2 separate regions of the Lactuca sativa genome follow, and region 2 is linked to region 1. A link is a contact called in public Hi-C data. All regions are on one chromosome and are shown on one strand. Each heading gives the region's core, a stretch centred on a gene start, on an enhancer-like site or on the middle of the called end of the contact. The rest is flanking DNA. Distances are from core to core; before and after follow the strand shown.

Evidence for each region. A called contact is a pair of places that touch in the nucleus more often than the background predicts.
Region 2: a contact with region 1 is called in a Hi-C map of bud, with 6 times the contacts expected there. The contact joins the promoter of LOC111916670 here to the promoter of LOC111916666 in region 1. A contact is called at or near these places in 3 of 4 Hi-C or Micro-C datasets (bud, leaf and seed).

The regions. Positions count from the first base shown.
Region 1 is chr1:72,515,251-72,521,426 of Lsat_Salinas_v11, reverse strand. LOC111916666 (UPF0496 protein At3g19330) reads right to left here and starts at 3,304. Exons shown (of 3, transcript XM_023912339.3): 1 at 3,167-3,304; 2 at 2,734-2,851; 3 at 1,462-2,656. The coding sequence starts at 2,806. The coding sequence ends at 1,632.
Region 2 is chr1:72,660,031-72,666,206 of Lsat_Salinas_v11, reverse strand. It overlaps LOC111916670 (mRNA-decapping enzyme-like protein), which reads left to right and starts at 3,198. Exons shown (of 8, transcript XM_023912343.3): 1 at 3,198-3,472; 2 at 4,145-4,185; 3 at 4,262-4,311; 4 at 4,396-4,540; 5 at 4,766-4,816; 6 at 4,890-5,013; 7 at 5,098-5,574. The coding sequence starts at 3,314. It overlaps LOC111916576 (casparian strip membrane protein 1), which reads left to right and starts at 1,632. Exons shown (of 3, transcript XM_023912236.3): 1 at 1,632-2,004; 2 at 2,133-2,256; 3 at 2,373-2,721. The coding sequence starts at 1,715. The coding sequence ends at 2,579.

The DNA of each region.
Region 1 (6,176 bases), core at 2,055-4,554:
ATAAATACGTGAGCATGATTGGAAAAGACTGTTTGTGCTTTGTATACACTCACGAATGGATAGGGACACATTACTTTTAAGTTGTAATGGTGTGGAAGTATTAGTAGTAGATTAGTATTTGAAATTACGTGTATAACTATATATAATATTTGTGTACTCTATTCTGTATTCAAATGCTTTTATCATTAGGACACTCCGATTCTCAAGTATTTGGAAGTAGTTGTATTAAGATGAAATTTCAATTTTTTTTTTTTTTTGAGACTTTCATTTCTTCGTAAATTTGGTTTGTATATTTTGGAAAATATAATATTATATTAAATTATGGAGAAACCTTGATGATTTTAGTGTAATCTAAGAATTTTAGGTAATTGAATCTCATGAGGCCGTTTCATCTAAGCCCAATATGAGTGATAAGTCCGCTTTGTCCAACTTCCACAGTGACTTCTTGGGAGGAAATTAGTTATTAAGCATATATTTTCTCTTGAAAAAGTTCCCAATCATTTATAGCACATACATCGAACACTTCAATCAAATGGGAGCATACCAAAATCCTAATTACACCATTCCAAGGTTCGAATACAACTTACGAAAAAATTTGAACACCATCCAAAATTTTGAATATCATTACACCATTTTTAACACATGAATACGAAAAAACTTCTACATACGTTAAACCAATACCTAAAATAAAAGACTGACTTCCAAAATTAAAGCTTTCCTTTTTAAAACGGCAAATTTAATATAAAAAGCGACCAACCTACTAGCCAGAAACTAGCAAGAGTACGGAGTCTAACAAAACAAAAAGAAAGAAATAGTAACAAAATCTTAAAGTAAACAAAATGTTTCCTTTGGACATTTTTCAAATAATAATATAGTTTGGTATGATCACCAATCAAAGTTCTTTAACCACTAATTATACAACAAAAATAACTTCTAAACATATATATACAACAAAAAATGTTATATTGGTCGAGGGAAAAGAACAAATAGGACTATAGGAGTAAATATTAAATGTAGATGCCTAAATGATTAAGCTAATAAGGAAGGCGTAAAGTTGTGAATAGAAAAAATCAACGATAAAGAGCAATTATCATTATGAAATTAGAACGCCAAAGATCTTGTTATTATAGATGGTTCATTCAAGATTTTTCAAATGTCGTAACTCCATTATTATTTGTCAATGAAAATAAAATTTTATGTTTGTCTGCTACAAATGAATAAAATGAAACATTGATTACTCACATAACTTTTTTTTCTTTTTTTTAAATACACAAAGTATATATTTTAAACGACATAAAATATGTTTATATGTAGTCAATTTAACAATATACCGTTATCTGATATAAGATTAATTCTTAAAATAACTTTTTTTTTCTATATTTATTCCATAATACCTTGTTCATTTCATTCTTTTATGATTACATTCCCTCATACCAAACAGTAAAAGTAATTTCACAAATGTTACCTAACTATAATCAACATTGTTAAATGGAATATAATAAAGAGTTCCCCAAAACAATATGTTTCCTCAAAAGCTACCATTTTCTAAGTTTCAAGTCACTAATTTAAATTAAATAAAAGATAGAAAGAATACCTCTTGCAATCAATGAATCAATTTCCACTAACTCTGTCTACAAACTATCATCTCTACGAACATTAATCGCTTGAATAAGGTGAGATCTAGCACGATTTATAGCAGCAAAACTAAGACACAAATGTTCATCAAGATCCGTAAGTTGCTTTTGAAAAGACACATTACTCCTTTTTATCTGCCTTGACACCTCCAAAATCGAATGCATATCCTTCCCCCTCCACAACCCACTCTTTATAAACCTTTTATTAACCTCAATATCCGAATACAAATGATTCACAAGTCTTTCAATTGTTATTATATCTTCATGAAGAACATAAGTCCCCCTTTGAGCAGCATCCAATTGTGCTAATCTATATTGCTCTTTCTTCTCAATTTTAGAAGGAACACACACCGGAATCAAAGTAGCAACACCAAGAGCCACCAACGCATGGCTCGCAACCACCACTCCCGCCACCACAACACCGACAGTCGTCAAAATTAAACAAACCGCAAAACTCATGGCGGCCCGGTGGAGGAACCGGATACGCGAGTTTGACTTGTTGATTTGAATTTGGAGCTGTTCGTTGAGGTCCGCAAAACAATGGCGCATGCCCCGCACGTTGCGGGACCCGGGGTCGGGAAACGGGTTCTCTAATTGTTCGTATTTGAGAAGGAGGTCGAAGGCGCGGGTGCGTTGAGGGGAGGAAAGAGAGTCGGAATCGGAATCGAGCGGGAGAACTAAGAGGAGGTCCTGTAATGGGGTTATCAGCGAGCGGGCCCGTCTGATTGCTTGACTTAAGTCAAGACACATACGGGCCTTGTTTTCGCTATGGTCAAAGAATGACCAGAGGAGCCCGGTTATGAAACTGTCATAACCGGGCTCCTCATGTTGAAGAATTAAGATTTCTTCAACATATTCGCCATTTGGGCGAAGGTATTGGGCAAGAAGTTGGTCGTGTGTGGATTGGTCGGTTTCTATGTCGAGGAAAATGCGTATTTCACTGTAGGAGCTTGTTTGTAATGCTGATGTGTACTCGTTGGTTAGGGTTGGGGAGGATTGAGAACCTGATCTGGAAGTTATATCTGTTGGATTTTGTAAAATATGTTAGATTGTGAAAATTTAATTCGAAGACAAAAATATATAAGTTTTTTAAGCATACCCTGTAATGGTAGTTGATTAGGATGAATGTTTTCAGATGTAGTGGCTCGTGATGATCTCAGACAATAAAGCATGGCTACTATAAGTAATAAGATTCGACTATTTGATACAAATGCTACCTGCAATAAGAGAAAAAGTTAAGTTCTTGATTCGTATCGACTTCTATAAAATTAGAGTAGATAGATGATATCCTGAAATATTTTTCTAATGGAAATTAAGTGTTTCCTTTCGACATTTCTCAGATAATGATACAAACTATCGAAGTAATCACTATGATTTGGTTCAATCGGCGATGAAAAAACACAAATTCATACCAGAAAGTAAAACCCTAGCATAAACTCCCAAATTGGAAGGAAACAGTGGGATACGGAAGAATATTGGGTATTGGTTAAGGGAGAAGAACAAGTAGGAGGTATAAGATTGTATGAAAATACCTAATTTGATAAACTGAAGAGGATGGCGTAAAGTTAGAATCAATCGTCTTGGAGAAGCTTGCGGAGGCGGGATTTGACGTAATCGGAGCGAGCTTTGGCCCGAGCTTGCTGAGGTGCTATATTAACGAATGACAGGTAAGCACCGGCAGCGAAGAGTGTCGCGCCGGTGGCGAAGACGATGGCGCTACTAGCTAATTGCTTACGCGTCGGTGGATACGACCAAAACACCATTTTTAGACCCGATGCCACCGTGTCGCACAAGAAGGTTGTTTTTGCTTATGAAAAGGGGTTTTCAAGGATTTGAACTCCACTCTATTAGAGATGAAATGGGAATTTTAGGATATGAATTTAGTTCTAATACTACCGAAAATGACTCTTGAGGTAACTAATTATTTTTTTGTTTTATTTGGTTTTTTTTATCCAACTTACCATCGAATTTGTTGTTTGTGTTCACCATAACCCTTTGATTGACTATCAAAAGCCGGTCAAAAGGATTATGATGAACACAAACAACAAGTTCGATGATATATTGGATACAAAAAAGGGACCAAATGAGAACAAATGCAATAGTTGGTTACCCTCCTGATTCACTTTCCTTTTACTCATTTACAACAAATTTCACATCATCTTCTGTTGATATTAATGACTTTATGAGATTTATTCTTGCTTCTCTTCAAAACATAACTCACGAAAGAACATTATTCATACATGTACAACTTTGTAATGCACTTGAATATTTATTAGGGGAATCTTGACTAAGCAGGTGCATTTCATGACTACATTTACATTTCCAATCAAATGATTTAGCGTATCATGGATTATAGACAAGTCTACAAACGGGTGGAATCACAAGTGTTGTGATTTTTTTGTTTACTTAACTTTAAGATCGAATTCATGTGATAAGGTATAACATCAATATGTACAATATCATACAACTTTTACAGACACATCACCATAATATACTTTGAGGTAAACGTTTTTGCTGATAAATATACCTCTCATACACAGTCATATCCTTTTTGTAGAGAGGTGTTGGCAACTAACCATAGTAAGCATAGCATGGACCATGTTTTATCGAAGTTACCCCTCCAAAACACTCTTCATATACATTATTGCGAAAGAATGTTACAGTCTTTGATAATTTTGCAACTTTAATTCCATTTAACTTTTCGGGAAAAATAACTGAAGAGGGTAACCAACTGTTGAGTTTGTTCTCATTTGGTCCATTTCTTTTTTTTTCGTACTCAATATCCATCGAACTTGTTGTTGGTGTTCACCATAACCTTTTGACCGGCTATAACAAGACAAAAGTCGGTCAAAATGGTTATGGTGAACACAAACTACAAGTTCAATGGTATATTGAGTACAAAAAAAAGGAAATTGACCAAATGAAAACAAACGCAACAATGAATTACCGTCAAAAGTCATTTTCCCCTGATATTAAGGTGTTTTTGATGGATTGTTAATTTGTTATTAGGTTATTTTTGACATACACATACTATATATTCATAGTTCTTTTTTTTTTAAATTGTTATGTTTGGCAGTAAAATAATAATTTTAAAAATAATTTAGACTAGTGTTTCAATGAGTTTATTATTATGTATGGTATTTTATATATTTCAACTAATTTTATGAAATATAATTGTTTTATCAACTTGAAGCTAGTTATTCAGTTGGCACAAAACGTTTGTGAGATTCTAGCTTCTAGCTTTTAACAAAACGTTCTAGTTTAAACAAAAAGTTTTTTTTTACAATACGAACGTTTAACTTTTACTTTAAATAAAACACACAAAATATAAAAGCTACTTCATGTAGCGTTTAACAAAACGCTACTAAGCTTTTGAAATCACTTTAAATAATTGCCCTTAAAAATATAGTTATATATTAATTTATTTTTAAAAAATTGTACTTTTATGTAATTTTACATATTTCAAAAGCTTTCAGCTACTTTTACTAAACACTCATATAAAAAATAGAACATACAGCTTCCAACTACCAGTTACTCGCTACCAACTACCCGCTTCCGACTACCTGCTACACGCTACCAGTTTCCGGCTAACATCAACTTTTGCCAAACACGCTCATAGTTTTAGAGTCGTTCATAAATTATAATTTGACTGGATAAGTTGTTATTATTTGATTTTCTAGAATTAAAACACTTGCAAAAAAATCAATGATATTCAAAAAATAACCATTATAAATATGGGATTCTTTCAAAATGACCAACTTTTTCTTTCTCAAATTGCAAGAAGATCATCAAATCCAAAAAGTATCATTTCAAACCAATCAATTATGTGTTAAATAGTAAAAAATTGTTTACACAAGACATATAATGATCTCCTATATGACATCTCGAACTAAAGGTACATTTTAGACTGACATATTGTATATACCGGACATACCTTCATTCTAGATTCATATGTCGAACATGAATTCAAGTGTTTTTTTCAATGAGTTCATGGTTTTACTATCAATTTGTATTTTAATACATTGTTTAGTTTTTCAAGGAGTTAATAAAATTAGTTTTCCAGAGTCCATGTTGTAACGGATTGACGATTGTAGAGGGAGCGAATCAACAATGTTTATGCAGTATATGGTGCCAAATTATACATATTATCGTGTGGATTTAACATATAATAACAACTATCATTTGTTGTGTTGGTTAACTTGGTGCCTTCCAAGTCATGATTACAGAGAAAGCATATTCGTTTTGTCTTTCCAACGTTCTAGATCGTATGTTGTTATGCAAATAAATGATGACAATAATGTCCAACATTTTGTTAGTGCTATTACCAATATGCCTTTAAATACAATGTAGTTGTTTCTTATAAATTATGTTTATCGAGTTTTAATCGACAATTTACATATCAATCAACTACTCTCATTTCGATAAAAAATTTGAAACACCTTAAATTTTAGACCAAAATTTTCCTTTTTAAAACTTCCAAAAAAACGTAGTATCTCAACCAAATCCCAGTTACAAGTCAATCCAAAACCACAAGTATCATAA
Region 2 (6,176 bases), core at 1,949-4,448, 140 kb before region 1:
CCTAAGACCCTTTATTTTCAATAGTTCCATTCTAATCATCCGTGTTTCTTGTAGACCCAAAAAAATTAATTCCTTGAACCGAACAAGATTCATCACCACCCGCCTTTTATATTACATATATTTAGGGTTATTAAATTCATTTATCTCCGTTTCCACACCAATACTCTATTAATTTTTGTAAATTTGTTTTGATTCATGTCGTTTCCTATCCCAAAGCTCCCGCCACTTCTAAAAATCGAATGAAACTCTTTATTAAGGGCATGATTGACGTTTTTCTTTCGACTTTTTTTTTCTTTTTCTTTTCATGCTTTTCTTTACGTGTAAAATATAATGTAGCTGAAAACAACGAAACGTGAACATCTCCAACAACAACATCATGCTTGTGTTTGTCTCCATCATTACCATATACTCTTGGACTACCATTGGTCATGGTTGTCATACCACATATGCTTTGACATTGAGGTCTCAGGGTTTTTTTTTTTTTTTTGGAGGGGGGGGGGGGGGGGGGGGGAGTTATAATGCACTCTATGAGCATTACTACACCCCAAGATGTGGTAAATTTTTTAAACACATTAGATGTCCACACACATTAAAAAACACTATCTATTTTGATCAATACCATTCTTTTGTTGAATTCCTCTATACCCGGTTTCATCTCTTTAAAAATCACTTGATTTCTTGAACCGAATGTTTAAAACATCATTTCTCATATGTTTTTTTTTGATCAAGATTCATTTAATTTTGATCATTAAAATTTATATAATTAATGTCTAAATATACATACACGATTATGAAGGAAACTGTATTTTATTGATTTTAATCGAATAACCCAGATTTTTAACTATTGGTTTTAAAAAGAAGTTTTTTAGAATAAAAATATATTAAAAATAAATATGCTACATTATTTATTTATCCTCTCTAATAACAAAAAGATAGCATAGAGAAAAGTGTTTAGGTGGTATACGGTATTCCCTTCCATCATACATAAATGGAGCAGGGAAGATTTAGTTGTTTAGTTGACTGATTTTGGGATAAAAATTTTGGTATTTAGTTGACTTTCTTTTGTTATATGCACATCTCGTTACAATATATTTGCGTAAAATAATAATTGTTTTAATCTAATAAAAACGAAAGACATACATGAAAACATTATGATGATATTTCTATGTACTTTACATCTATTTTGTTGATTGTTCTATTGGATCTTGTAAATAAAAAAACATAATATAGGGTTTATTTAGTTTCTTTTTATTAAAAATTTTATATGTGTGAATTACATATTTGCATGAAAAGATATATTAATCACAACTATTTGCATAATCCACATCATCTCCATTAAATTATCATTTTCGTCATCTTCTTGCCGTGATTTGACTACAGATGTTTTGATGAACATTGAATTTACTTCATATATTAACATTATTACATAATTAATAATAAGATTATTATCATTATCATTTTACGATCATATGTTCCAAAAAAAAAAAAAAAAAAAACTGTTCTTCCACAAAACAAAAGAAAAAGGTACCAACCACTCTCTATTCCTCCAAACTCCATTATATTTTCTAACACAAATCGGTTAACCTACTCTTCATTAATCTATCTCCTATATATACATTCTTCCACTCAACATTCTCTCATCACCTTCAACACCTCTCCCTTATTCACATTCTCTCTCTACATCACATTTTATCATTCTCTTTCTCTCTCCAAAATGGAAGGCGAGTCAACCGCAGTCAACATTACCGAGACACCCAAGGAAAGGAAAGGGAAGGCACCACTTTTGGCACCACCATCGTCAAGTACCATCAAACCAATTGTTCAAAAGGCTCCTAAGGGAGGGTACAAAAGAGGGTTAGCTGTATTTGATGTGGTTCTAAGGCTAGCTGGTATCGGAGCTGCTTTAGGAGCTGCGATAGCCATGGGGTCTACAGACCAAACTCTCCCTTTCTTCACTCAGTTTTTCCAATTCAAAGCTCAGTTTGATGATCTACCAGCTTTTACGTAAGTCATAATAAAAAATAAAACCGACTAAATTTTTTACACAACTTCAATTTTATTTACTTTATAATATATTCTCTACTAAAAAAATCTACGATATTAATATCAATATATTATATTATGTATGACAGATTTTTTGTGATTGCTAATGCCATCACTGCTGCCTACCTAGCCCTCTCGATCCCTATCTCAATTGTATGCATTATTCGTCCTCAATTGGTGGCTCCAAGGGTGCTTCTTATCTTCCTTGACATCGTAAGACATTTTTAATACTATGATATTATACATTTGTGTCACTTTTATATTATTCATTCTTTATTTTACTATAAGTATTACCATATAATTATTAACTAGTGGAATATTTATGATAGGTTATGGTTGCTTTGACAACATCGGCAGCCGGTGGTGCTGCATCCATAGTCTACTTGGCCCATAACGGAAATTCAGATGCAAATTGGCCAGCGATTTGTCAACAATTTAATGATTTTTGTCAGGAAATTAGTGGGGCAGTGGTGGCTTCTTTTCTAGCGGTTGTTGTCCTCATGTGCTTGATCGTTTTATCTGCATTTTCTCTTTAAAAAACACGAAATGTTCTTCATGGTTGCATAGTTTGTCATTTTCATGATTTGTGTTTCAACATTGATCGATATGAGTGTGAATTGAAATTGTTGTAAAGTTGTTTATCAATGGAATTGATCTAGTTGTTTGTTAACAACAAAACTTAATGTTCAAGAATGTGGTGATATAAATGTGGTTTAATTAACATATAAACCATATATTATATTTCTTGAAAAAAACCGATTAATTGCTTGTCAAAATAATCAAAACCCTAAATTTCATCATCAATTAATGCATAATTTGTAAATTTCAACTACTTAGAAATGTGATTTTTTAGAAATTATACACTTGTTATTTTTATATTTATAAGTGTGGACTGTGGTCCCTTTGATACATTTATAAATTCGACAAAAATGGTTTTTCTATGCTTTCACATGAATCTCAAGAAAAACACAAAAATTTCTTATACGTATTAGTTTAAGATTAAAAAAACAAACAAACAAACTTTTTTATAAATAGCGTCTTATTAGTTATTACTAAATAATCCAAAATAAAAAATAAGGTTTTATAAACACGACAAATGTCGATAAAGTATAAAAATTCATGGACTATTTAGCGCCAACAAAAATCATATAACCGACTTTCTTATCAGATTACTCTCTCTCTCTCTCTCTCTCTCTCTCGCTCTCGCTTGGGTTTAGGGTTTCCTTGGAGGGGTTGGATTGATTTCGATCGAATTCATCAGAGAGAGAAGATGTCTCAAAATGGCAAATTGATGCCCAATCTGGATCAAAACAGTACAAAAATCCTTAACCTTACTGTACTTCAGAGAATGGATCCTTACATTGAGGAGATCTTAATCACCGCCGCTCATGTTACCTTTTACGAATTCAACGTTGACCTCAATCAATGGGTTAGGATTTCTTTTTCTGTTTTAATTTTGATTCATTTAGCTTTTTCGATAGGATTCGTACGTGAAACGGCACTAGAACAATGGTAAACGTTAGCTATATACGATTAATTAGGGTTCTGACGCGATACGACAATATCGGCATTAGGTTTTCGAATGCAGTTCATGGTATTTGTTGATTATGTATTTGTTTATTTGATTTGTTTGTTATTTGGCTAAATGTTTGAGCAGGGATGAGTTGATTTAAGTTGATGCACGACAGATTTAGAGGAAGTATTTGGGGGAAACACTAAAATGGAACTAGGGATCTTAGACTTCGAACCTGGATTACTTACATTTTATGGCATCATATCCAAAATAACATTTTTCACATATCAAATGTAATGAAAAATTATCTCATTGTATATTATATTATTCAACAGCCAATATCGAGGATCACTCCATTATACAGAGAATTAGAATTCTACCTTTGTGAACAGATAACATATAGCCAACAGACAATAGTAATGTAATTATAAAGCTGTTCTCTTTAGACTCCAGGCACCTCACACCAGATCATTGGAGAAGAATATGTTAATATATTATAGTTATACAAACAACACAGATTATGATATTTCTGATCACTTATATAATTCATTCATCAATGGTGTTATTAACTTTTTTATACTTTTTCAGAGTCGAAAGGATGTTGAAGGGTCTCTCTTTGTGGTTAAAAGGTTGTTGTCATTGTGAACAATGCTATTTTGTTGATTATAAACAAAAATATGGATTCTTATTTAGATCTAATTGCAGGAATGCCCAACCAAGGTTTCAATTTATAGTAATGAATCGGCGAAATACAGGCAAGCTTCCTTCCACCTTTCTAATTGAGGCACTCTACTTTTTATATTTTGTTTTACATATTTTATTTTATTAACATTCCACAGAAAATCTAGTTGAGGATCTTTTAGGGGATTTTGAGTATGAACTTCAAGTTCCATATCTCCTGTATAGAAATCCTGCTCAAGAGGTCAATGGTATTTGGTTCTACAATCCACGTGAGTGTGAGGATGTTGCAAATCTTTTTACAAGGTATTTATTTCTCCTCCTTTTTCTTAATATCTTGAATATGCATATAGAGTGTTATGAGTTGGAATTGAGCTATCAAACTCTAGAGATATTTAAAGTTGTGAACTTTATGTTTGGATTGTTGAAGAGTATAAGTTTTATTGCTACTTTAGTATAATGGAATTGAAGAAGGAATACAATGGCTTAAGAATATCATAATCACACACATTTTTTTATTGATTTATTCAGGATACTCGGTGCATATTCAAAGGTCCCTCTCAAACCAAAAGTAAACAAAAGGTACCCAATACTATTTTCACTATTTCATTAAAATTTATTTACAATAACTATAATTAAAGTTTTATATATGTAGTGAATTTGAGGAACTTGAAGCTGTACCCACATCTTCAGTAATTGAAGGACCACTAGAACCACCATTTACCACTTCAAGCTCCACAGATATCCCTGAAGATTCTTCATTTGCAAACTTCTTTGGTGTATGTATTATTTCATCAACATAATGGTTTTTCTATAATTTTTCCTTTTATTTTATACGTTAATAACTAATTCCTTTCCTTCAGAATACCATGAATCTAGGACACCATCCATCCAACTCAGTCAATTCCATTCCACCATACCACACCTCCACATCAATTCCATTACATTCCCGTGTTGCATCTTCCCCTTCACTCAACCATACGCCACTCCAAATGCCATCCTTTCCTTCATCAACCTCCGGAATCGGAATCCCACTCCATGAAAGTCAAGACCAGGTCAACAACATCAACAATAACAGTACACGTGTCACTAATCTTATCAAACCCCTTTCTTTTTTTACACCCTCTCCAACTCCAACTCCAACTCCGTTGATGACACATTCCATTCCACCATCTATTCCAGGGGCTCCTGTTCAACCGCGTAGCCATGGGATTCCATTGCTCCAACCATTCCCCCCACCCACCCCACCCCCTTCCCTTACCCCTGGTTCCAGTTCTTCTCCAAATTATGGATCATTCAGCAGGGAAAAAGTCCGTGATGCCCTTCTAATGCTTGCCCAGGTATCTAAATATTCTAGACTACGTTACAAAAATCGTATGTGTTTTTCTGGCTTTTACCGTGTTTAGTCCAAAATTAAAAAATATTTTTCAGTTTTGGTCCTTATCTCAAGTTTTTATGTCAATTTTAGTCTTTATTGTATGGTTATAGGGGCCAAAAGTTTATATAAAACCTTGAAATAAGGACCAAATTTGAAAATGTTTCAGTATTGGACTACAAACGAGTATTAAAATCTATAAATTAAATTATGAAAACGGTCCATGTGCTTTTTTCTGATTTTTATTGTGTTTAGTCCAAAATTAAGCAGTTTTGGTTCTTATCTCAAGTTTTTGTATCGATTTTGGTCTTTATTAGGGGCCAAAAGCGAGATATGAAACCTTGAAATAAGGACCAAAATTGAAAAATGTTTCAATATTGGATTACACGCGGTATTAAAATCTAAAGTAAGTTACAAAATGGTCCATATGCTTTCTAATTTTTACTCCAAAATAAAAACATTTTTCAGTTTTGGTCCTTATCAATATGGTTTTGTATCACTTTTGGTCCCTGGGACTTTCTGAGTTTGGTCTTTGTTTCAAGGATCCAGGGATCAAAATCGATATGT